Linked DNA regions of Mus musculus: regions 1, 2, 3, 5, 6 and 7 are each linked to region 4. Evidence: chromatin contacts called from public ChIA-PET, HiChIP or PLAC-seq and promoter capture Hi-C data. All regions are on one chromosome and are shown on one strand. Each heading gives the region's core, a stretch centred on a gene start, on an enhancer-like site or on the middle of the called end of the contact. The rest is flanking DNA. Distances are from core to core; before and after follow the strand shown.

Region 1 (3,330 bases), core at 53-2,552, 630 kb before region 4:
TATTCAAGGCATGGCTCCTTCCTCCCTCCCCTTTCTCCCTCTCTTCCATTTCCTTCTCTTTCTCTCCCCTTGTTTTTTTTTTTTTAATGTGTATGGATGCTCTGCCTTTATCTATGTGTACTTTGTGTGTGCCTGGTGCCCATAGAGGCCAGAGAAAGATGGGAGTTACAGGAATATGGGAGTAACAGACAGTTCTGAGTGCTGGGAATTGAACCTGGGACCTCTGTGAAAATAGCCAGTGTTCTTAATTGCTAAGCCATATCTCCAGTGTGTCTCTGTGACTGTATCTCTCTGTCTCTCTCCGGTGGATCTCTGAGTTTGAGGCCAGCTTGGTCTACAGAGCAAGTTTCAGGACAGCCAGGGCTACACAGACTTTTTCTCGGAAAACCTAAAAAAAAAAAAAAAAAAAAAGACAAGGTTTCTTGTTGCACAGGCTGCCCTTGAATTTGCTATAAAGATGGAGCTAATCTTGAACCTCTCATCCTCCTATCTCTGGTTCCCAAGGGTTGGGATTAACAGACGTGACACATCGTGCATGGCTATGTATATTCTTCTAGACTGCAGCTCCTCGCTCTCACCTGTGCTGGATAATTTTTTGTCAGCTTGATACAGGAATAATCATCCGAGAGAAGGGGACCCCAAATGAGAAAATACCTCCATAAGATTGGGTTGTAGGCTGGTCAGAATTTAAAATAACGAAAACAGCAACAACAACAAACCTCTACTAGAGCCGATTTAAAGCCAGTGACTTCAGGTGAAGGGCTAGTTCTCTCGCGGTGTCTGTTGGGAGTTGTAGTTTTTGCGATGCTTGCTGGGAATCGTGGTCTGAACCCGCTTCAGGAAGAGGGCGTGAAAGAACCTGAAGAGCGGAGGGTTTTAGGACCCGGCGGGGAGCGGCGGCCTGGGGGAAAAGTGTCGGGAGGTCGGGAACGCGCCCGTGATTCCGGAGCAGTGGCGGCGTCGCCGGAGTCGGGAGCGAGCAGGCCTGCGAGCTGCTAGGGTGCTAGAGAAGCCGGGGGCTCGGTAAGCGGCGCGGGCCCTGCCGGGTCCTCGAACCTGGCCGACCTCTGCGGGTCCGCCCTACTAGGCCTGGACGCAGAGGCGGCCCTGGGGGCGGGGCCTGAGTGTGCCGCGGCGACACGGGTGACAGAGCAAGGGGAGGGCTGCGGTTGCTGGGGCCGCTTGCTGTGGGAGGGTCGGGCCTGGGACCTCAGAGTCCGCCTCGCTGCCTTCGATCGCCCGCTACCGGCTGGGTCCGGCCTCTCGGAGGTCCCGCTGGGGCCTCGGGGACGCCGAGGCGCTGACCTTTGACCCCAGCGCGGGGCTGACCCCGAGCCGGTCGGCTCCTGGTGGAAAGCTGCGCCTCGGACGGGAGGTGGCCGGTCCCCGTGAAGTGTTCAGATGCCGGGTCCTGCGCTCTTCCGTTTTTAGCACCCACTTTTTGCAGAGTTAATAAACCCACTGCGCTTTCATGCGAGGAGTGTGTGCCAGCCAGGAAACCCACCCCTTCCCTCGTACGGTGAAGAATGATAGTCACTGGGGAAGTTGTCCCTGGCTAATGGGACAGTGGATATACTTCAGCCATGTCCTAATAAAATGTTGCGGGACTATCGGAACCTCCCCAACTTTTCTTTCTAGAAAAAGTTTTAAACTTAAGTGCATTTTCCTTGAAAATAGGGCAAGCATGGTGTTTAAACATGGCTAGTGTTAGAGCCATCATATGTGTAGCCTTAGGGCCCCTGGCCGGTTCAGAACTAGCTATGTAGACCAGGCTAACCTCGAACTTGTAGCGATCCTTCTGATTCTCCCTCCCAAATGCTGTGATTTCAGTGTACCTCACCAAGCTAGGCTTATCTCCTGCCCATGATTTAGGACAGAGTGACTTGAAATCTTCTTTGGTATGTTTTTGACTGAATGTTGTATGTATGGTCGTTTCCATGGAAACGCTTTCAAGATAGCAGATCTAAGAAAGGTTTTGATAACTTCTCTTCCAATAGTTAAGGAAGTCATTCTTTTCTTAATGAATTAGCAAGCCTTTAATGTGTTCTTATTATGACAGTCATTGTACCTTGTCATGTTTACATTTTTTTGCCTCCCAAGACAGGGTTTCTCTGTGTAGCCCTTGCTGTTAACTCTCTTTGTAGACCAAACTGGCCTCCAACTTAGACCTGCCTGAAATACACATTGAGTTCAAGGCCAGCCTGAACAGCTTAGCGCGGGCTCACACACACACACACACACACACACAATAAAAACAAAACCCAAAAAACTAAAACCAAAACCCACCAAAAATGAAAACAAACCCTGGATAACAACTTAGAACCCAGAATCTGGGATGCGGAGGTGGCTCAGAGGTTTAAGAGCACTTCCTGCTTTTTCAGAAGATCCAAATATGGCTTCCAGCTCCCACACTAGCTAGCTCCTGGCTCACAGGTACCTGTAACTGGCTTCTGTGGGTACTTGCACTCAAACACACATCCACACACAGACACACATATTAAAAAACAATAGCATGGGGTTGGAGAGATGGTTCAGTGGTTAAGAGCACTGACTGCTCTTCTAGAGGTGCTGAGTTCAATTCCCAGCGACCACATGGTGGCTCACAACCATCTGGAATGGGATCCGATTCCCTCTTCTGCTGTGTCTGAAGACACCTACAGCTACAGTATACTCATATAAATAAATCTTTAAAAAAACACAACAACATTAAAAAAATCAGGAAAAATAATAACAGAAACCAACCCAGAATTTGGGGTTTCACACAGCACAGTTTAGGGATCCATAAAACTAGGAAAATGTGACCAAATAACAAATGGATTCAGGGATGTGAGGGTAAATGTTGCTTCAGCACTCATTGAACACTGACTTGAGACGGACACTTAGCTTAAAGTCAGGGTTTTTTTTTTTTTCCCTGCAGTTCCCATTTTATTTTTTAATTTCACAGTATTCAAGTCCAACTTCAAGGCCGATATCAAGTAGCAAATTAATATTACAGCATAACTATTTTCTAAGATAACCAATAAAATTTCCCATACACATTCCTATGGACAGTAGTTTAAAAGTTTAGTTAGAGGAAGAAAAATAATATCCAAAAAAATCTTTGCTTTGTTTTACACAGCTCATAGAGGATGGTGATTCATCTAACTGTGATTACTGAATGGCGAATATTTCATCATACAAGTCTTGAACATTCATGTGACCGAGACAGGGTCTTGCAGTATAGCTTAGGCCAGCCTTGAACTTACAGTGATCCTCCTGCCTCAGCATCTCAACTACTTGGAACATGCATCAAAAGTGAAATATTTTTTTTAAGATTTATTTATTTTTATA
Region 2 (3,309 bases), core at 626-3,125, 690 kb before region 4:
CTATTCCCTTTGAGAAAAGTTTTTCACAGGGCCTTAGGAGTCTCAATTTAAAAGGACTCTTCCATTTGTAGACTTCAAACTAGATTTCTGATGACTACATACTCCAAACTAACCTGCACTTTCCTTCAGCTTTACCCACCACTATTTATTATGTCTCTCCTGAGTTAAACTTAGGATACTGCAAGGATCACATCTGTGTGGTTTAGCAACATCAGTACTTAAATATGACACCCTGATAAATACTGAGTTGACAGACCATGTAACTTCTACTGTTGCTGGATCTTGGACCCCTACTGTCTCTCCCAGATGATGAACAGTGCTGACCACAGATGTTGTAAAAAGTTGGAGGAAAAAGGATGGTTGATCCCAGAGCATGCCCCAAAAGTCATTCCCCCCTAGGCTGTTTTGCTGGACCTAGTATTACTGGGAAGCCTGCAATCAAACCTCGTATGGGGTTGCTGTCAAAAAGACAACTAATTCCTGCTCACTTCACTGCAAACCTGATTTGAGCATTTTCGGAAGCCCAGCACAAAACATTTTTCCTGACCCATTAAATGTTCAACTACATATATTCAATAGTTCTCAAACCACCTCTCACTTTTTCCTATCTCCATGAAAAACTCCAAAAAGCCTCACACAGACACAATTCCCGAAGCTGTAGCTGAGAATTCACCCAAGCACGCCTTAACTATCTCCTCCCCAAAAAAGATGCTAGAAACAAAATGAGGGGAAAAATTAAACTAGTCACAGGTTAGTTGACACTCCCATGACCCTTGAACCACACATATGAAGGACTGCAGGCAACCAAACCGCCAATGTCTATGACACACAACTCACTCCAAGACGGTCAGACAGAAGCCTCCACGAACTCCTTTCTCCACAGCCCTTTAGTCTCAAATCCTCTAATCCTCGCCTCACACCCTGACATTTCTAGGAAGCCGACTTTGAGAACATCTGGAAAGTCCACCATCTACCGACAGAAGGCGTTGTAGACGCAGGCGAGAGAGAAAAAACTCCTAAGGCTCTGAGCAAAGTTGCCTCCAGCAGTCCCTACCTCCCTCCAGACCAGAGGTCCCAGCACAGGCTTTAGAGATGGCGGGAGCGGCTGAGACACACCCAGTTCCCGGCAGTGCAACTCCGGCGCGGATACTAGATGCCCGACAGCCTGGGACAGGAGCCACGTGGACATCCCTTCCCCGCCCCCACGTGGACCCGCGCCCCGAGCTCCCCCCGCCCCCGCCGGCGAGCCCTACCCACGTGGGCGCCCGCGCCGCCTAGGGGGAGGGGGAGGCAGACAAGTTCTCCCGGGAAATCGTCCCCCCCACACCCCACGTGCTCCGAAAAAGGAACTACGGCGCCAAGCTGGTGAAGCTCCTCCGGCATCCTTAGGAAGAAGTCTTAGCCTTCAACTCCAATCCCGAGTCCCTGACGCCCCATCTAGGGCCACCTTTCTGACGCCCGACACTGTCCCTCTGGCGTGCCCAGGAATCGCCGCAGGGTCCCTGGCTCTGCTGCCATACCCTCCGCAGACAACTTCGGTCTTTTCAGCCCTACCCAACTCCCGCAGCATCGGCACGCAAGTGCTTCCTCCCTTTCCTGTGGCGTCCACGTGTCACCGCCCGGCACACGCCGCTTTGCTGCCAGCCGCGGGCCGCCGGCCACCCTCTCACCTGCTCCGCGGCGCTCACGGAGCCCCCGGTCCCATACGGCGCTTGGCTTCGACTCGCCCAACTGCCGCCACGCACTCCACCGCCAGGGTCAGGACCCGGGCCCCCAGTCGGAGGCGGCGCGACTCGGTCTCTCCGTCCCCGGCGCGCCGCCATCTTGGCCCCTGAACACCCAGCGCTGCTCTGATCGCCGGCGCCGCCTCGCCCAGCCGATTGTGGGAAAGGAACTACATCTCCCGAAGGACACTGCAAGACTACGAATCCCAGAAGACCATGCAGCGAACCACTTTGCAACCTGGAAAAAGATAAAGGCCCTGACCTCCCTCGAGGATTTCTGGGAATTGTAGTCTATGAAGGAAGATTAGCGGGTAGTGCTGTATGCGTATTGTAGGGCTCACTTTTGACCAAGCTGCTGAGTACGCAGTAGTAAGGAAAATATCACTTTATTTTTTGTTAAATTGCCCAGATGTTAGACCTCTTTGTTTGATGTTCTTCCTCCTGTACTTTCCTTCCACCTTACTTCAAGTCGACCGCTGTTTTCAAGCAGCACCCCCAAGTGGATACTCCCAGTCTAGACACTAACCCTCAGCTAATCTCATACTGCAGCACTAGTGCAAATGTTTCTATAAAAATACCGCATCTTCCATTCTTTCGCTACAGTTACTCAGAAAACTAGGTTGGTTTCTCTCTATCAAACTTCTTTACTCCAGAATTCCTTGCCATCCTTCAAGTGTTCTTCACCGAACAGTGGCGGCGCACTCCTTTAATCCCAGCACTTGGGAGGCAGAGGCGGCAGATCTCTGAGTTCCAGGACAGCCTGGTCTGCAGAGAGAGTTCCAGGACAGCCAGAGCTACACAGAGAAACCCTGTCTTGAAAAACAAACCAAGCCAAACAACCAAACAAAAAGTGTTCTCCTTCCCTTTGTTTCTCTGCATGGAACTTCTAACCTCAAAATAGCCTTCAAGTCATATTTAATGTAGGAAAGCTTTTCTGATTATCCCAGCCAACCACGATCCTTTTCTGTATTTTTACACTTCATTCCTATTTCTAATGTTCATTCATTCGTCATATTTTCAGTTTTTTAAAGCAACACTTATTATTACGAAACCTTAGATTATTGGAGGGGGTTAGAGAGAATGCTCAGTAATTGCGATTACTTGTTCTCTCAGAGTATCTAGCATCCCTTGTCAGGTAGCTCACGAACACCAATAACTCCAGCTCCAGGTGATCTTTAGATCAGATTTTCTTTGGGGGTGGGGGGAGGGTTATTTACGTATGCATGGCATACACATATATTTGATACATTTGATTGCCAATGAGATAGCTCAGCAGCTAAAGGAACTTTGCCACCAAGCCTGAATTACATTCCCAAAGTCCATTAGAAGATGTGGTGCGGGGCTGGAGAGATGGCTCAGCAGTTAAGAACACTGACTGCTCTTCCAAAGGTCCTGAGTTCAAATCCCAGGAAACACATGGTGGCTCACAACCATCTATAATATCTGATGCCCTCTTCCGAGGTGTCTGAAGACAGCTACAGTGTACTTACATATAACAAATAAATAATAAATCTTATAAAAAAAAAAAAAGATGTGGTGCAAGGGTTGAAAACTGACTCTCTAAAGATGCCTTTGGGCATCCACA
Region 3 (3,196 bases), core at 152-2,651, 790 kb before region 4:
CCTGACCCTACCACAAGGAGCAGAACAACTCTCCTAACTTGTCTCTTTGCTAAAGACAGTGTCTCACTTGGCCCAGGCTGGCCTCTAACTCAAGAAGTAGCTGAGGATAACCTTGAATGTCAGGGCTAACCCTCGTGTTTCCATCTCCCAAGTAGGGAATAATTACAGATGTGGACCAACATGCCCAGTTTATGAAGTGCTAGGGACTGAACTCAAGGACTCCATACATGCAAGGCAAACACTCAACCAGCTACGTCTCCCTCCAGCCCTTTTCATGATTTTTCACCTACTAAAAATAAATAGACCACCAGGACCAAGCCTTATCAGTATTCAAACCCCTCTTAACTCTCAATCAAATGTGTCACAAAAGAGTGGCTGCCTTGGGATCAAACCTCATATCCTTAAAAAGAAGGGAGTTACAGTGGGTAAATGCCTACCCATAACACACACCTAAAGAGTTTAAGGCAGAAGGAGGTGGATCTTTGTAAATCCAAGGCCAGCCTGGTCTACATAGTGAATTCCAGAAAAACCAGAGCTACACAGAAAGAACCTGACTCAAAAAGAAAGAAAGGTGTTTACATGCAGACCCCTGGTGACAGCTGAGCTATCCTGTAAAAGCAAGATCTTACAGGCCAGGTTCTCAGGCGGCTGCCTCCAGTCTTCTATGCCTTCTGACTACCTAATCCAAACTGAGCTGGCTCATCTTTCAGGATTAATGGGGCGCTTCAGTTGTGCTAGGACGCAGTCACCCCGAAGTGACAGATGTACAGAATCTGAAAAGATTCACTCTCTAAACCCTGAAACCATCCTTAATTTTGCTTTCAGATGTTGAGGACTTTAGGGTGCAGAAGGGTCTGAAAAAGAAGAGCTGCAGGCCAGATTATGCCTAGGGAAAACAAACAAACAAACAAACAAAAACAAAAACAGATTCTAGCATCCACCGAGTCACAGGTGGAGCTGAAACACCCCTCGGGGACAAGGGTCTGACCTTTGGCCCCTGCACACCTCCCAACTCCCTCTCACATCAGTCCTCTGGGTTTACTTCTTCCCACTAAGCCCATCGCCCAGGCCGCTTCGCCCAACCGAAGGACCCTTCCTCCTTATTCTTGATGGCAACGTCAGGAGGCCCTCACGACGCTGGAACTCTAAGAAGAGACTTCGCTGACCTGTCAGCGGATCCAAAATGGCGGGGCCTAGTCCCAGAACCGGCGGCAGCCGCAGCTCATGTCCAGCCTGGCCCCGGAGGCGTCTCCCGGCCGCTCTCCCGGCGCCGGCGGCGAGTGAGAGAAGGGAAGGATCCTGTCTTCTGGAAGGCAACCCTAACTTCAGGGTGAGACCTCACTGCAGGCTGGAGTAAGTGGGCCGGGACGCTCGGTGGTGCCGGCTACCTTCCCTGTCAGCTCACTGACGTGGTAACTAGCCTCAGTCTAGCCCGCTGCCTGGTAACTGCGAGAGTCCTGCCGCGCTCAGCCAATCAGAGCGTGGCACTCTGAAAAGTGGCATTCCGACTATCCAATCGAAGAAAGAAATTAGCTCTGGGAGGCGTGCAATGCCCAAAGAGACCAGATTACAAGGGAAAGAAGAGTAGGTAGGGGACAGCCAACGGATACGAGGATTCTCTGACTGACAGTTACAGAAGCCAATAAACAATGAAAAATTGTGCTGGGCGGTTGAAGAGGTGGGGTCAGATAGGGTTCGGTTGCAGTGCGCTGTTTAGCAGTGGCTGCTGGGCATCCTGGGCAGGAAGGCTATGATTTGCTGGAAAGGGGGCGGGGTCCGTTTTGAGAGCTTGAGCGGGCGACCCTACTCCCCCAACTTCATCCTACCAAAGTCACCTGGGCTTTACTACTTTAGGGATCGCTCTCTTTCCAGGCAGGTCTGGGGTTGAAACGCGTTCCTAAATCCGGCCCGTGCAATCTTGCCTACGCCCTCCTGTCTTCTGTGCCCCACTTGGGTATATGTGCCTGTCTCATCCTAACTCTGATTTTTGCATTTTCTACTCCATTCCTACCATCCAGAAATAGAGAAAATGGTAGCAGAAATCTTGGATACCTAATTAGAGTATCCTCATTTTCCAGACGTGGAAAGAGTTCTACCGAGGAAAGCTGGATCCATGCATAGCAGAGAAAAACATACACCTACCCCAGCCAATTCGGTGCGGAGAGTAAGGGGCATGGGGGTACTTAATACTTCTTTTTAAAAAGAAAGAATTTGTCTATTTTAAGATAATGCTCTTAGCCACTAAACCATCTCTCCAGCCTCCCTCAATACTTGGTATACCTTACTCCATAGGGCTATATGACTCTCAGTTCAGCCCTTCCTATTAAGCCTTGGACAAATCTTAATGAACGATTGGTGGAGGTGTATGAGGATCAAGTCTGAGGGCCTAATCTCACACCATTAGTCCACATCGTTAACAAAAAGAAGAAGAAGAAGAAGAAGAAGAAGAAGAAGAAGAAGAAGAAGAAGAAGAAGAAGAAGAAGAAGAAGAAGAAGAAGAAGAGGAAGAAGAGGAAGAAGAGGAAGAAGAAGAAGAAGAAGAAGAAGAAGAAGAAGAAGAAGAAGAAGAAGAAGAAGAAGAAGAAGAAGAAGAAGAAGAAGAAGATGATGATGATGATGATGATGATTTCCCATTTTCCTTCGAAATGCGGACAGGTGAGACTGGAAAGGAAGCTTAGCAGTTAAGTGTGCTTGCTGCTCTTCCAGAAGACCTGAGTTCAGTTCCCAGGATGTACATAGCACTATCTACTGTAACTCCAGCTCCAGAGGGATCCAACACTTTGGGCACATACTCACACAGAGACACGCGCGCTCTCGTGTGTGTGTGTGTGTGTGTGTGTGTGTGTGTGTGAGAGAGAGAGAGAGAGGGGGGGGGAGAGAGAGAGAGAGAGAGAGAGATCTTTCTGTAACCCTGGCTACTGACTGTCCTTGAAGCCCAGGCTGGCTTCAACCTCACAGAGATCTACCTGCCACTGCCTCCCAAATGCTGCACCACTATGCCAGGCACAGACACATACATTTCAAATAATAAAAAATAAATCTTTTGTTTGTTTGTTTTTCAAAACAGAGTTTCTCTGGGTAACAGCCCTGGCTGCCTGGCTGCCCTGGAATTCACTTTGTAGACCAGGCTGGCCTCGAACTCAGGTCTGTCTGCCTGCCTCTGCCTCTCAAGTGCTGGGATTAAAGTCATATGCTA
Region 4 (3,634 bases), core at 481-2,980:
CTCTAGAAGAGCAGCAATGGTCTTAACTGCTGAGCAGCCTCTCCAGTCCCCAAAATAAAAAGTTAAATTTGACCAGCTTCTATAAATATGAATGGGACAATTTAAAACCTAATTTCAACTAAGTTAGTATCTATGTTTATCAAATTTGTTATGGCATTTTAGGCAAAGGCACAAAAAAACTATTCAACCAAGGAATGCTATTTGAAAGATGGGTTACAATTACTTCTGAAAAAAAACAAAAACAAACAAACAAATAAACAAAAAACCACAAGACTTGATTGAAAATAATGCATTATCCCTAAGACCACCTGTTAAGCTTAAAAAAAAAATCTATGCATCCATCCTTCTTTAGATGTAACTAGAGGCTGGTTTACACCTAGGCTATACAAGAAAGCATCAGATTAAAAGCATCAAATATCAGACTGGTCAAGGTTGCCAAAGACAAGCACAGCAAAGGAGAACCACCATACAAAGTTACAGAAACAGGGCCTAAGGGGTTGACACAGACCCTAAAAATGCAATACTCACTCTGTACTACAACCTAAAACTCACGGGCAACCACCAATCCCGACTTATCTCACTTTCTCTACTCCCTACATCCTTCCTCTGAAATTTCCTCACATCTCATTTCTCCAAGGACTTTCTTCTCACAGAAAGCAATACAGCACCTGGCTTCCCCCACTTTTTACTACCTCACCACTGAAGGCCCAAGTTTTGTTTTGATTTCTCTTATTGGTTATTAACCTTGTCCCCACTCACCTGTAACTACATTTCTTTCATCGCTTTGTCCTTACCACAAATAATTTTGACCCTCTCCTTCAAAACAGAGCACGTATCTCCTTTCTGATATTTGTAATTCTAGCTCACAATCAACACTGTCTTTCTCTCCCAGGAACTGTCACCATAGCCCTAGGTCTGAGTCCTTATCTTCTTAAATGAGGCCTCTTCCAGAGTTTGCCAACATTAGTAGAGCTAACTGGGATTCCACCCTTAGCCCTTAGGCAAAGGCTATCTTCTCAGCCCATCCTACAAAAATACTTGCCTCCCAGCCATGGTTTTCCCACTTTCGCCGTTACAGCCATCAGTTTCCAGCCCTGCCCAGTTTCCCCCTGCCCCCAGTGTCTGTCTTGCCATTATCCTATCTCCACTATTCCCCACTCCTGAGTGCACCTCCTCTCCCAGGCCTTACCCGTAACCCTGACACCGGGAAGGCCCCTGCCAGCGTCCACAGGCGTCTCTCCACCCGGGTTCCTCCGCTCTTCAGTAACTGTCCCCACGCCCCTTTCCCTCTGGGGCCCCGCGCGCCGCCAGGAGCCCCCACCTCGAATGAGCTCCCGCTGTCACTTGGCCTCTCTTCCACAAGATGGCGGAGCTGCTGCCCCCACCCCAGGGTCCCCTCTGTACCCTCCTGCACCCTCCCCCAAGCTCAGGTCCAGTCCCTCCCTCCGCCTCGCCACTGGCCTTGGCCCCCAGTCCCACTGCCCCCTCCTGCGGTGAGCGGGTGACCCTGGCCTAAGCTCAGCGACACGCCAACGCAGCCGCCTCCACTAGTCCCCTGCCCGCACCCATCTCCTCACCATAAACTTAAGCGCTTTCTCCTGCAGCACCGCCTCTGCCGGGTCCATAATCGCCCGGACTACTGGGTCTGCTCTCCGCCGGGGCCGCCCCTTTCGTGCCAGGCCGCAGCCAACGCAGCGTCCGGATCCCGCCTCCTCTTCCTTCCCCCGCCCTCTCTTTTTACCTCCTGGCACTGGCAGGGGGCCCGAGGAGGACCGCGGCTCTGCGCGTGCGCACTCCGCTGCCTCACGGGACTTGTAGTTCTGGAGGCTCCAGCGGCAAAAGGCAAGGCTACGCGGCGAACAGCAACTCCCACGGGTCACTGCGTAGAGTCGCGGCTGTGTGCAAGCCAAATGTAGAGCACTCGAGAGCCCGGAGGGGAAGTCGGCTGATGGGAATTGTAGTTTCCAGTCTCTAAGAAGGCAAAGCCGGAGTGTCACCGTGGTTACCAAACGACGCCAGTGGCTCCTTGCCTGGCATTTGATAGCAAGATGGCGACTAGCGCTTCCTCTGTATTCCAAATACTAGGAAAATAGAGAACTCAGGGTCCTTGGTTCTCCCTAATTGTGATTTTAGAAAACCAGACCCTCCTAAAGTTCATACATCTGGCATCTGCAGAAAGATTGAGACCTAGAGACTTGAGCCAAGTGTGCATGTAACAGCAGCCTCAACATCAATGCAAGATTCCGATAACATCCTAAGCTATTATTGCCTCTTTTTTTTCAGAAGAGCCTTTTCTCTCCCCAAGCAAGCCAGGGACAGATAGAACTCACTCCAGGAAACCTTGAGTTTAGCGCTCAGAAAGTATGAACTACCATTGCTAACCCTGAGATCAAAGTCCTGTGTTACATAAATGAAATTCAATGACTATCAAGCAAGTGAAATCTATAAGTAGTGTCTTTGGCCATAAAAAGCCAGAAATGGGAGCCGGGCATGGTGGCGCACGCCTCTAATCCCAGCACTCGGGAGGCAGAGACAGGAGGATTTCTGAGTTCAAGGCCAGCCTGGTCTACAGAGTAAGTTCCAGGACAGCCAGGGCTATACAGAGAAACCCTGTCTCAAAAAACCAAAAAAAAAAAAAAAAAGCCAGAAATGGGCCAGGTGTGGTGGCACATGCTTTTAGTCCCAACACTTAGGAGGCAAAGGCAGAGGCAGGTTGATGTAGTGAGTTTGAGGCTAGTCTTGTCTACAGAGCAAGTTCCAGGACAGCAAAGTCTACACTGAGAAACCCTGTCTTGAAAAATACAAAAGAAAAGAGAGGGACAAGATGGGGCTGGGGAGATGGCTCAGTAGATAAGAGTGCTTCCCATGAAAGGACAAGGACCTGAGTTCAAGTTTCTAGCACCCACATAAAAAGCTGGGGTATATGGGCTCAGTGGTTAAGAGCAGTTGCTACTCTTGCAATGAACCTGGGTTCAATTTCCAGCACCCACATGATGACCCACAGCCACTACTGTGCCTCACCTGGAGTAGATCTTTAATTAGGAGAACATCATTGGCCAAGAGAGAATGGTACTTAGGAATAATACAACAAATTTTGGTTAGGTTTCTGTTGTTCTTTCTTTTTCTGGTTGGTTGGTTGGTGTTTTCTGGGTTTGTTTGTTTGTTTGTTTTGTTGGTTTTTTTTTTTTACTTTTTTATTTATTTTGTGTATACGTAGGTGCACTTGGCTTGTGGAGATAAGGGGGCAGCTGGTGAGTTCGAGGTTCACAAGGTCTACATAGGAAGTTCCAAGACAGCCCGAGCTACATAGTGAAACCAGGACTCAAACAAACAAAAAGTTATTACTCTTCTTCCATAATGTAAGTCCCAGGGATCAAATTTAGATAATTAGATTTGGTGGCAAATGCCTTTACCCACTGAGCCATCTCACTAGACCAACTTAGTTTTGGCAGAAGGCAAATATACTCACTCTACAGGTTAAAGGAAGACCAATTAGTCTGGAGCTGATGCTGCAGAGTTCAACACTCACCTGATCTGCATAGTTGAGTTCCACACTAGCCTAGGCTACAAATGGAAGTCTGTATTTTAAAAAGTAGCAACGTTGGTCACAGCTGCTGTCACCATCACTTTATGC
Region 5 (3,347 bases), core at 528-3,027, 710 kb before region 4:
GAGAGTAATAATGAGCACTGGCTAGATGGTCCATCAATTCAGAGCACATGGAGTTGGGGGGGGGGGTTGGGGGATGTATTACCAGATCACATGTCAGGCTGTCCCGGCTGAAAGAACTCCCTTATTATGAGACTGACCTGATCTTTCCTTTTGTGGCAAAAATCACCTTTTTGTATTTTGCTACAAAGAAGTAACCTATCTCAAAAGATCTGGTGGCCTATAACCCAAGAGTCCCAGGATCTAAGGCCTACAGCCTTTCAAGGTGTTTCCACGAACACTACAGCTTTTCTTTCATTTTTTTTCCCCCTTATTTATGTGAGTTCATCTTTGCTGTCTTCAGACACACTAGAAGAATGGGCATCTGATCCCATTACAGATGGTTGTGAGCCACCATGTGGTTGGTTGCTGAGAATTGAACTCGGGACCTCTAAAAGAGCAGTCAGTGGTCGTAACTGCTGAGCCGTCTCTCCAGCCCGCTACAGCTTTTCTTAAGGTGCAGAGTAAACATTTTGCTCTTACATAACAGCTGTCACTCACCCCATGTTCCTGTGTGCCTACAATGGAGTTACTACTTTGTGCATTTTTCTCTCAGTGAGTCTCATTCACTCAAAAGCTGTAAATTGGGCTGAGCATGGTGATATACACCTTTAATCCCAGCACTTGGTAGACAGAGACTGAGCTGAGTTCAAGGCCAGTATGGTATACAAAGTGTGCTGCAGGGCAGTAAGGCACTTAGCATGAAGAGGCTGTGACAAGAGGTACAGAAGTTCATATCCATCCTCCACTACACAAGGACTACATGAACTTTGTCTCAAACAAAAGGCTGCTGGGATCATACATGCAGAAAGCCGCAGAGCCTGGCCTAACATCACTACCTGGAGCTCCAAGCTCAGTGCCAACTTAACACAGGCGGACGCTCACTACTCCTAGAGTATACTGAAAGCAACCTATCACCACACTCATTCATTTTTTTCTTTTTAAAAAAATAAGTAAATACAATATGAAGTCCTAGCTATCATTACTTCGCAATTTATCCCTGCACTCACTCATCTTCTTTTGTAAAAACAAACAAGTGTATAAATAGAATCCAAGCCTTCATTACTAAAATCTTTGAGTCTCAGGTAAAACTGCAATTAAGGGTAAGTCCAACAAAAAGTACAGAAGAACCACGCACCGCCAACCCAATGCTCCCGGAGGGATCTAGCGCCACATGTCCTGGGTCACGAGGGACCCATGCCTGTCACCGCTGCAAAAACTCACACCAAGTAAAAGCCGTAATACTCGGAGCTAGCTAGTCAGACATGGTGGAAGGAGACACCGAGACCTCCAGCCTGAGGAAGGTCCGCAGAGAAGCTGGGCAGACAACGGACTGACAGACCCCAGCCCTCGCCTCCTTAACTTCTAAAGCCGACAAGGCCTAGATTAGCTCGGAGAGTCGTCCCACCCCGGCCCGCAGACCAAACCAAGGACTCACAGCGCCGGTCGCTTTTGCAAATTTACTGGCCACCTCCGAGAGTTGGCTATCCCGCAGAAATCTGAGCACAAGGGGATAAAGGTCGCTGGGAACCACGCGGCGCAAGCCGGTATCCGCCATGCTCCGGGTAAAACGCGTCACTACCGTTGCGCACGCGGCACGACTTAAGAACACCAAAGCACAGCCCGGGTCGAGGGCGGGTCCAGTGTCGTCATCAAGTCGCGCGCGGCGCGCAGCGGAAAAGAGTGGCGCACACGAGGTCGCGTACCCTCCACCCGGGAGGAGAGACCCAGACTAAATCTAGAAGTTGCTTCCGGTCCCACACGCGTCATCATCCTGCAGGGGGCGGAGCCCACGAGCCGCCCACTAAGGAGGCGGAGCTTCTACGTCAGATGCCACGCTCCTGTCCGAGGCGGGAAAACTTGCAAATTCCCGCGCATTACCTTTGCTGAATGGGCTTCTTCCTACTGTAGATTTCCAAGCCCTGGCTGCTACTGAGACCTCACAGTACTGAATGGACTAACAATAATGGGTGCACTGGAGAACTCGAGGCTCTTTCAACCCTTCTAGAGGTGTCACCTACTGCTCAAACTCCCACGGACAATGGCTTCCTCCCTCCCTTCACACCCAGTGAAGTCCTTCAGGATACCACCCAGACCCAGACTCAAATCAGAGGATCCTAAAAGTTGTGGTGACAAGGTGTTGGTACCCCACATTGTCTGTCAGTCATAGCTAGGTTACAAGACAGTTATCCTTCCCATCTACAATTCGGAGAACAGGAACACGGGACCATCCCAGGGAAAAGATCAAGAAAAATCCTTTCTTCCTAAAGAAAGAAGTCACAGTGAATTCGGAAAACTTCAGTATCAGCTACTGTCCAGGTCAGGAAGCAATAAAGATGCACTTCCGGTGAATACCTTTCTTTTACTTTCCTCAAAACAGGCGCTCCTTCTAAAAGGACCCGTTATCCTATTTCCCAGAGGTGCTTCTATGCATACACAATCGTTTGTTTGTTTGTTTTGGCTTGTTTTTTTTTTTTCCAAGACAGAAAGGTTTCTCCGTATAGCCCTGGCTGTCCTGGAACTAACTTTGTAGACCAGGCTGGCCTCGAACTTAGAAATCCGTCTGCCTCCCGAGTGCTGGGATTAAAGGCTTGCGCCACCACGCCCGGCCTCAAAATCGTTTTTTTTAAAATACACACACCACCGGGCGGTGGTGGCGTACACCTTTAATCGCAGCACTCGGGAGGCAGAGGCAGGCGGATTTCTGAGTTCGAGGCCAGCCTGGTCTACAAAGTGACTTCCAGGACAGCCAGGGCTACACGGAGAAACCCTGTCTCGGAAAAAAAGAAAAAAAAAAAAAATTCACAAACCAAGATGGTGATCAAAACCAAACTGGTGAGCTTTAATGACACTTAATAGACACTAACCCCAGTTGAGAAAACTTTTATTCTCATAGGTATGGTGGCAAATGATTTTTTTGTTGTTGTTTTGTTTTGTTTTTCCGAGACAGGATTTCTCTGTAGCCCTGGCTGTCCTGGAGCTCACTTTGTAGACCAGGCTGGCCTTGAACTCAGAAATCCGCCTGCCTCTGCCACCCGAAAGCTGGGATTAAAGGCATGAGCCACCACACCCGGAGGCTAATGATTTTAAACCCAGAGTTGAGAGGCAAAAATTGCAGATGTCTGAGAGAGGGAGAAGATAAGAGGGAGAGGGGGGATAGAGAGAGATAAGGAGGTGGAAGGGGAGGAGTTTGACATAGTAACCAGGCCATGATGGCACACACTTTTAATCCATCCCAGCACTTGGGAAGCAGAAGCAGGTGACCTCACGAGTGAGATCCAGGACAGCCAGGGCTATACAGAAAAACCCTG
Region 6 (3,307 bases), core at 317-2,816, 810 kb after region 4:
GACACACCTACTCCAACAGGGCCACACCTTCTAATCATGCCACTCCTTGGGCCAAGCATATACACACCATCACATACTGCTTAGGCAAAAACATAGAAACAGAAAGTAGATTAGTGTTTGCCAATGTGTGGAAGTAGAGGAATATGCTAATTGGTATGAGATTTCTCTGGGGCAGTGATGAAATGTTTTAGATCTAGATAGAAGTAATAGTCACACACGTTTGTAATATACACTTAAAAATCATTATACACTTCTCCCCCACCCCACCCCCGCCACAGTCTCACATAGCCCAGATATGCCTTAGACTCATTATGTAGCCCAGGCTGGCCTTAACTCCTGATTTTTTTTTTTTTTGTCTTCATTTCTCAAGTGTTGACTTTACAAAAGGCATATACCATCACATAAGAGTACACTGTGGGGCTGGAGAGATGTCTCGGGGGTTAAGAGTACTGGCTGTTCTTCCAGAGGACAGAGGATCCAGGACCAGCGTTCAATTCCCAGCACCTGAATGAAGGCCAACAATCCACGGTAACTGTGGATTCTTTGAAACTCCAGTTCCAGGGGGATCTGCTGCCCTTTGGTCTCCTCCACTACCACATGCATGTGGAGTGCAAACACACATGTGGGCAAAACACCCATACATATAATTTTCTTCTTAAAAAAGAATATGCTATGTTCTATATAAACAATATAAAAAAAAAACAAATGAATAACCTATACCAACATTGCTTTTAAGCAACATGAGATCAGGGTTTGCTATTAGTTAAATGCAGATGCTGTCAAATTAATTCTGATGATGTCTAATGATACTACAAGAGGATAAAATGCACTGCAGTAGGCCTCCCCAAATCTATATGTTGAATAGTACACGCCTGTGTTTGTCGATCTGGTATACATTTGAGAAGGGATTCTATTACAGTAATTGTGTCTAAAGAGTTGATGGAAATACGTGCATACTCAAAATGTGTAATATATCCAAACCCTACTTGTACAAATAAAACGAAAACTTAATAGTATGCAAACATGTCTCCCAGTCTGTGTTAAGAGTTTGTTAATTATGGTCTTTCTGTTTGAAATCTGTTTTTTTTTTTCCTGAAAAATGGGAGGTTTGGGGCTGGGTCAGGCGAGCCGCCTCCAGTAATCGGCTTGGTTTTTGTATTTGTTGGGTTGAGGTGATTGAGACATTTAGATGAACTGAGACAACTTTGAGTATATAAGGAAAGAGATTTGGAGAAAGGATCAAACAAAACCAAGAGCTAAATGTGAAAAAGGACTGTGTGTGAGGACAGAAGGCTGGTTTTACTTTGCACAGCGGTCTGAGATATTCGGCTGGCGCAGCCCCGAAAGGGCCTCAGTCGGTTGAAGGCGAAAAGGAATACAGTAACTTGCAATATCAAGTAAGCAGTAGCTTTGTTTTCTCTCCTTGCTGTCTGTCCTGGCACCTCATCAGCCGCTCACCGTCCAGGCTCTACAGCATATTTAAATAAAGCCCGCCCAGCTTGATGCCGGGACTTCTGCGCTGGCTTCGGAGATCGCCGTTTGGCCCGACTCAGCCACCGTGACCCGCTTTTGCGCATGTGCAGAGTGAACCGCGGAGAAGGTGAAGATGGCTGCCGCCCGGGCTGCGGCCCTGGGAGTCCGATGGCTGCAGAGGACAACCCGGGGCGTGGTGCCACTGGAGGCACGGAGAGGTCTGCACGGTGTGGGAAGCGGGTGCCTGAAGTTTACTGCTTCGGGATGGAGGCATCCTTGGGACGGTGGCGGAGGTGTCCTGGCTGGGGGTAAGGGGTGGGAGGTCGCGGTGGATTCGTGTGCCCAAAGAAGGGATACAGGGTTGCTGTAGTCCGGCAAGGTGCGAAACGACAGCCTCTGCAGTCACTGCGGCTTAGTCCTTTCTGGGTGGGCGCCTAAAGCACCGTGTCCATCTGACCTGCATCCCTCTGCGTCCAGCCTTCCATATGACCAAGGACATGTTGCCGGGGTCATATCCTAGGACCCCAGAGGAACGCGCCGCGGCCGCCAAGAAGTATAACATGCGAGTGGAAGACTACGAGCCATACCCCGATGATGGCATGGGGTGAGTGAGGTAGAGGACTCGGGTCAGGAGCGGTGAAGGCGGTTGGATTGGGTGGTGCGACCCAGGCGTTTTCTCCCGGATCCTTGTAGTGACCCCTCAGAGTCATTAGTGCGGGTGCTTTTCTAGGTTGGGGGAGGTGGGAGTGGGTGGCTGAGCCGCTGCAGCCGAGAAGACTTCCATTTTTTTTGCTTGGCTCAGGCTGTTTGCTCAAATGAGGAAGCCGAGGTTATCATAGCTCCCTCGAGGACTCCAGAATAGTGAGATTCTTCCATGGCTCCATCCAGAGCACTGCGTTTCATTTAGATTGAGCATCTGCTGGGCTCAGGTGCTGACCAGGCGGGAGCTGGACCCCTGTCCTGAGAACCTTGCTGAGGTTGGGGTACTCTATATTTGTGTATGTCTGGCTTTTTTGGGGGAGGGGGTTGTTTGTTTGTTTTTTGCCATTAGGCATATGAAAATGTCACTGATGGTTAAGCAGATTACACTCCATGTCAGCCTTCATTCTTCAGTTGGTGTTAGTCCCTTCTGGCCCTCTATCTATCCCCTGTAACAAAGTTAATTATGAATAGTGGTTAAACATCATCGTCACTTCCTGTGTTAGCATTTTTCTTTTCTTTTTATTTTCCAATCATTTTTTTGACACGTGTCCAGTTTCCATTGTCTGTTTTTTACTTTGTTGTGGACTAGAACAGCCTGGGCAGTAGTCTGTATAAGGTGACCTTGGATTTTTAGGGGGGAAAACCAAGTTAAGGGAGACCTCCAAGGAGGTGTTTGAAGCATGAGGGTATACATCAACTTGTGGTTAAGAAACATAGTAGCTATGGAGAAGAAAAGCCTTTTCTAATGTGTACCTATTTTGTTTTATCCAACCAATATGGGTGTAGTTGATTGCTAAATTCCCTTTAGTTCTGAGTTGTGTGACTTTTCTTTGTAAGAGAAGATAAGGCCATATTGTTTCAGGATTTGACATAACCTCTAACTATATTTTGGACCTCTTTGGTTCTGTGCTTAGTGCTAAGACATCTTGATTTGGGGGCAAGTTCTTCTATTCTAAGTGATGTAGTTATATATATGTCGATTTGTTTCTGATCTTTGGGGCGAGGGCTTTGAATTGTCAGGGACTACCACAGCCCTTTCCAGAGGTTCTCGCTGTCTCTCTCAGGTATGGCGACTACCCGATGCTCCCCAACCGATCACAGCATGAGAGGGATCCGTGGTATCAGTGGGACC
Region 7 (3,505 bases), core at 6-2,505, 960 kb before region 4:
GTACACGATGGCCTCGTCCTTGAGTTGACGACAGGCGGTGAGGTCTAGCTCCTCCAGAGCCGGGCAGCGGTCAGCGAGGCCACGCAGTGCCAGCCCGTCCACCCAGTCACAGTGAGCGAGGGAAAGGCGCTGCAGACGCGGGCAGCCCTCAGCCAGCGCCCCCAGGGCTCGGCGACTCAGTTGGCCGCAGCCGGCCAGCGCTACGCTCCGGAGCTGTGGATTCCGTGCCAGCACCGGCACCAGGTCCTCGTCCGACAGCCATTCGTGACACGGAGCCAGCGCCAGCTCCTGCAGCCCCTCAGCATCCCGCAGTAGCCGGGCTAGTGCCGCCCGTGGAATCTGTGGACCCACCTACGGGCGGGAGACACGGAGACTCAAGTCTGTCCCCGGGGCGGGCCACTGCCTGGCAGCCGCCTAACTTCGGGACTTTGCCCCCTGCCCTCCCAGAAGGGACACCGAGCTCCCTCCGAGCCGCTGCCCTCTGGAATTCTCCACGTCTCACCCGGGGTCGGGAAGGGTTTACCGCGCAGCAGGGGCTGGCCTGGAGGCGGGGCGACGGTGGTACCCACGCGGGGGCGTGGCGTGGGCGTGGCTCCGGGCCCCGGCTCACCTGAGCGGCGTCGAAGCGGCGCAGCCTCGCCAAGTGCAGCTGAACGAGCGCCCGGAAGGCGCGACTGACGCGCTGCAGCCGGAGCAGCTGGCGCAGCGGGACCCAGTTCAGGACGTGCGGGAGCAGCACGTCTTCCCAGGGCAGGTCCAGGAGCCTGAGGGGGAAAACGGCGTTGACGTCCCCGGGCCGCTGTTACGTGCGAGTCCTTCTGTTATACCCGAGAGTCCCGGCTGGCAAGAGGGATCCGCGTCCGGCCCAGACTCGGCTGCCCTCCCTCCCTAGGCCCCTCCAGTGCTCGGTACCTGACAGCTCCTGGTTCTTGCTCCCCTCCGGACTGCTCCATTGGTGGCTCCATCGCTGTCTACTGCGCGTGCGCAGTAAGCTCCACTCGCTTTGGCCTTGAAGCGGCTGCGGCGAGCCCGCCTCCTTGGTCGGAAGAGACAGACCGATTTAATCGAGTGCGGTCTCACTGAGAATCCTTGTCAGGAAGCTTTTCGGATGGATCCCGAAACTGAGGCAGAACGGACCAGTGATGTACCATTAGATGTCTTCTCAGCTACAGGGCTTGAAGCCCGAGGCTGGAGTAGCGGCGAGCGAACACTGCTTTCGGTCTCCGTTGCGGGCCAGTAGCCGCCTCTGAGTGGTGATGGGAGGAGCAGACAAGGCCAAAGGCAGAAGGGGCGGAGCCAGGACTCCTAGGTTACCCAGTGCCTCCTTCTGTCCTCTGGTCGCCTTTAAGCGACTTTGGAAAAAGAAAAGGGGGAGAGGCTGCCCAGACTATAACTAGCTGGTATGTACTAGGTGCTCAATAAGCAACTGCCAAAAGACTAGATTAAATGGGCGACGCTAGGGCTTTTACTCTCAAGCACACTTGTTTAAACCTGCCATTTCTTGTGAAATGCACAATCATGACATCCATCTCTTTCCACTTCAGGGCAGCGTAGTCCGGCTCTTTGCCTAAGGACAAAGGACTATATAGGACCAGCCAGGTCTGCTTTCCAGCGGTCCAGAGTCCGAGAGGAATTGCCTGCTCAGTGCAGGCCACTAGCCGTACTGCTTTGACTGGTCCTGGATTAATTGTAGGGACATTGTCTTCCCAAAGCTCAACCACTAGGCTCCCCTTTCACTGCACCCCCAGATACTAAGCCCAAGTCCCTCTCTGGAGAACCCCTGGCGTAATATTTTCCTCCAACATCTGAGGTGGGTGTGGGGCATGCGAAAGACTGTAAGACCGCTGCATCCTATCTACATGATTGCGTGCCCTTATGCAAACATTTCAGCCGCTTCGTAACGAAAACTGCTTCCCATCCTTATCAGGGGTTTGGGTACATCAGCAAAGGTAGGAAGGACCGTCCATTTTAAAGACAGGCAAATCGAGGCTCTAGGGAGAAAGCTCCCTAACCAGGATCAAACGAAGCAAGGATAAAGAACCCAGAAATCCTGGTTTTCCCAGAATTCCTTCTACACTACCTCATTACTGAATTGTAGCATAAAGAGAAAAGCCAACTAGCACCGGAAAGACACAAGAGGGTGAAGGTGGATGAGGGGATTGCTTCCTCGTCTCAGTCTACTTGGGGAAGGGGTAGCCTGGAAGGATCTCTGCAAGATTGATGTGGGCGCGCACCACCTCCGGGCGCGCGCCTCCACACCCCCCCCTTTGTTCGCGCCTCTGCGCTTGCGCATTACGACAAATCTGGCGCTGTCCCCTTCAGCACCTCGCGGAACTCGCGCCACCCCTCCCCGCGGTGAGCCCCGCGCACCCCCGCTTCGAACGTCCTCGCACCCTCTGGCCACCCGAATCGACCCTCTCTTTCTTCCCAGGTCATAACTTGCCGGTCTTGGCCTTCCAAAGGAGAATAGTTACCATAGTAACTCGTGTGGCGTTTTCCTAAAAGAGCCAGACCCTTTTCCACCCTGGCCAAGGGCACAAGGTTTGCCTGTGCTTCTTGTCCCAGTCTCGGGGTCATCCCTTCTAAACTCTCGTCCCTGAAAAGGCGGGACGATTAACCTAGGCAGTAAGGAAGTTCCTCCTGGAGTCTGATTTATCCTTCCTCTGCACTCCGGGTTGGGGTTCAGGACAGGACTCCTGGGTCTGAGGTTCAGAACCCCAAAGTGTTTATGACTGCATTCGCTTAATGTCCCTTCCATAGTTGGGTCTTCTGGTTTTAGGGGGCGGGTCCGATCTACTCCGTACCGTGTGCTTTGCGTGGCCGCGTGCTTGTGGGGGCGGGAGCGCGTGTGGCATGTAACAGGTCATGTGGCAGCCTCCTAGGGACACGCGTGGGGTCTGGAGCAGGACAGGCGTATGCATCTGGACCCTACGTGTGGTTCAGATGATGGACGAGAGAGAACTGAACACGAGTGGGGTGGGGCATATGAGGGTTTAGGGAACAGAATGGGGTCTTCCACATTCTCCCTTTCCTCTGGTGTGAGTCTTAGGTAGTGACTAGGTGGTGACATTCTTTGGGACTTAGGGCCCTGGGAATGGAGGGAGGTTGGGGGGGGGGGATTAGCGTTGCTTGAGCAGAGCGTGGGGAGGGGTGGAGGAGGGACTGAGAGGCGGGCGGGCGGGCCTGGAGCGAGCGGGAGCCTTGCTGCTTTTACAGCTGAGCGGGGCCCAGCCTCTCTGCCTCTCTTCGATTCCAGCTCCTGACGAGCAGCGGTGAGTACTGGGGTGCCTTGGAGGAGGGCCTTCACAGGGGAGGTCCAGGCTCCTGTTGAGCTTTAAGAACCTGTCTGGCTGGGGTGCTGCTCCTGACAGCTTTCTCTATGCTGCTGCTTTGCCATCAGAGGCCCGGTTTTCCTTTATGGTCTCTTCTGGGCTGGGCAAGATATTTCATATCCCTGGAGTTGAGGGAGAGGGATGTGGTGCAGCCCCCTCACCCACCCAGACTT

Evidence for each region. Promoter capture Hi-C pulls out the DNA fragments that hold promoters and counts their contacts. ChIA-PET counts read pairs in DNA pulled down with a chosen protein or histone mark. HiChIP or PLAC-seq counts read pairs in DNA pulled down with a chosen protein or histone mark.
Region 1: a promoter capture Hi-C map of pre-B cells shows a contact between it and region 4, with 5 times the contacts expected there. The contact joins the promoter of 4930505N22Rik here to the promoter of Btrc in region 4. A contact is called at or near these places in 2 of 39 promoter capture datasets (liver and pre-B cells), 2 of 484 Hi-C or Micro-C datasets (both in embryonic stem cells), 5 of 115 datasets of contacts at active chromatin or transcription factors (astrocytes, embryonic stem cells, extraembryonic endoderm stem cells and 2 more) and 1 of 9 other capture datasets (liver).
Region 2: a Ronin ChIA-PET map of embryonic stem cells shows a contact between it and region 4, with 25 read pairs. The contact joins the promoter of Pprc1 here to the promoter of Btrc in region 4. A contact is called at or near these places in 1 of 39 promoter capture datasets (pre-B cells) and 4 of 115 datasets of contacts at active chromatin or transcription factors (astrocytes, embryonic stem cells, extraembryonic endoderm stem cells and 1 more).
Region 3: an RNA polymerase II ChIA-PET map of memory CD8 T cells shows a contact between it and region 4, with 7 read pairs. The contact joins the promoter of Gbf1 here to the promoter of Btrc in region 4. A contact is called at or near these places in 1 of 484 Hi-C or Micro-C datasets (embryonic stem cells) and 1 of 115 datasets of contacts at active chromatin or transcription factors (memory CD8 T cells).
Region 5: a contact with region 4 is called in a promoter capture Hi-C map of pre-B cells, with 2.0 times the contacts expected there. The contact joins the promoter of Nolc1 here to the promoter of Btrc in region 4. A contact is called at or near these places in 1 of 39 promoter capture datasets (pre-B cells) and 1 of 115 datasets of contacts at active chromatin or transcription factors (pancreatic cancer cells).
Region 6: a contact with region 4 is called in a promoter capture Hi-C map of liver, with 3 times the contacts expected there. The contact joins the promoter of Ndufb8 here to the promoter of Btrc in region 4. A contact is called at or near these places in 5 of 39 promoter capture datasets (the 3T3-L1 cell line, liver, neutrophils and 1 more), 2 of 484 Hi-C or Micro-C datasets (CD4 T cells and CD8 T cells), 1 of 115 datasets of contacts at active chromatin or transcription factors (bone marrow-derived macrophages) and 2 of 9 other capture datasets (liver and pancreatic islet).
Region 7: a contact with region 4 is called in a FOXA1 HiChIP or PLAC-seq map of pancreatic cancer cells. The contact joins the promoter of Fbxl15 here to the promoter of Btrc in region 4. A contact is called at or near these places in 1 of 39 promoter capture datasets (pre-B cells) and 1 of 115 datasets of contacts at active chromatin or transcription factors (pancreatic cancer cells).

Annotation. Positions count from the first base shown.
Region 1 is chr19:45,996,109-45,999,438 of GRCm38.p6, reverse strand. 4930505N22Rik (RIKEN cDNA 4930505N22 gene) reads right to left here and starts at 1,302. Exons shown (of 2, transcript NR_152221.1): 1 at 720-1,302. Armh3 (armadillo-like helical domain containing 3) reads left to right here and starts at 951. Exons shown (of 26, transcript NM_198296.2): 1 at 951-1,023.
Region 2 is chr19:46,055,105-46,058,413 of GRCm38.p6, reverse strand. Pprc1 (peroxisome proliferative activated receptor, gamma, coactivator-related 1) reads right to left here and starts at 1,875. Exons shown (of 14, transcript NM_001081214.1): 1 at 1,671-1,875. The coding sequence starts at 1,823.
Region 3 is chr19:46,150,763-46,153,958 of GRCm38.p6, reverse strand. It overlaps Gbf1 (golgi-specific brefeldin A-resistance factor 1), which reads right to left and starts at 1,401. Exons shown (of 40, transcript NM_178930.3): 1 at 1,167-1,401.
Region 4 is chr19:45,361,830-45,365,463 of GRCm38.p6, reverse strand. It overlaps Btrc (beta-transducin repeat containing protein), which reads right to left and starts at 1,730. Exons shown (of 15, transcript NM_001037758.2): 1 at 1,578-1,730. The coding sequence starts at 1,625.
Region 5 is chr19:46,074,277-46,077,623 of GRCm38.p6, reverse strand. Nolc1 (nucleolar and coiled-body phosphoprotein 1) reads right to left here and starts at 1,777. Exons shown (of 13, transcript NM_001039353.2): 1 at 1,475-1,777. The coding sequence starts at 1,594. RefSeq lists cis regulatory regions at 1,820-1,826, 1,849-1,855 and an enhancer at 1,797-1,868.
Region 6 is chr19:44,553,701-44,557,007 of GRCm38.p6, reverse strand. It overlaps Ndufb8 (NADH:ubiquinone oxidoreductase subunit B8), which reads left to right and starts at 1,566. Exons shown (of 5, transcript NM_026061.3): 1 at 1,566-1,691; 2 at 1,951-2,077; 3 at 3,240-3,307. The coding sequence starts at 1,607.
Region 7 is chr19:46,325,934-46,329,438 of GRCm38.p6, reverse strand. It overlaps Fbxl15 (F-box and leucine-rich repeat protein 15), which reads right to left and starts at 1,255. Exons shown (of 4, transcript NM_133694.2): 1 at 913-1,255; 2 at 611-764; 3 at 1-351. The coding sequence starts at 965. Psd (pleckstrin and Sec7 domain containing) reads left to right here and starts at 2,283. Exons shown (of 18, transcript NM_028627.2): 1 at 2,283-2,355; 2 at 3,217-3,272.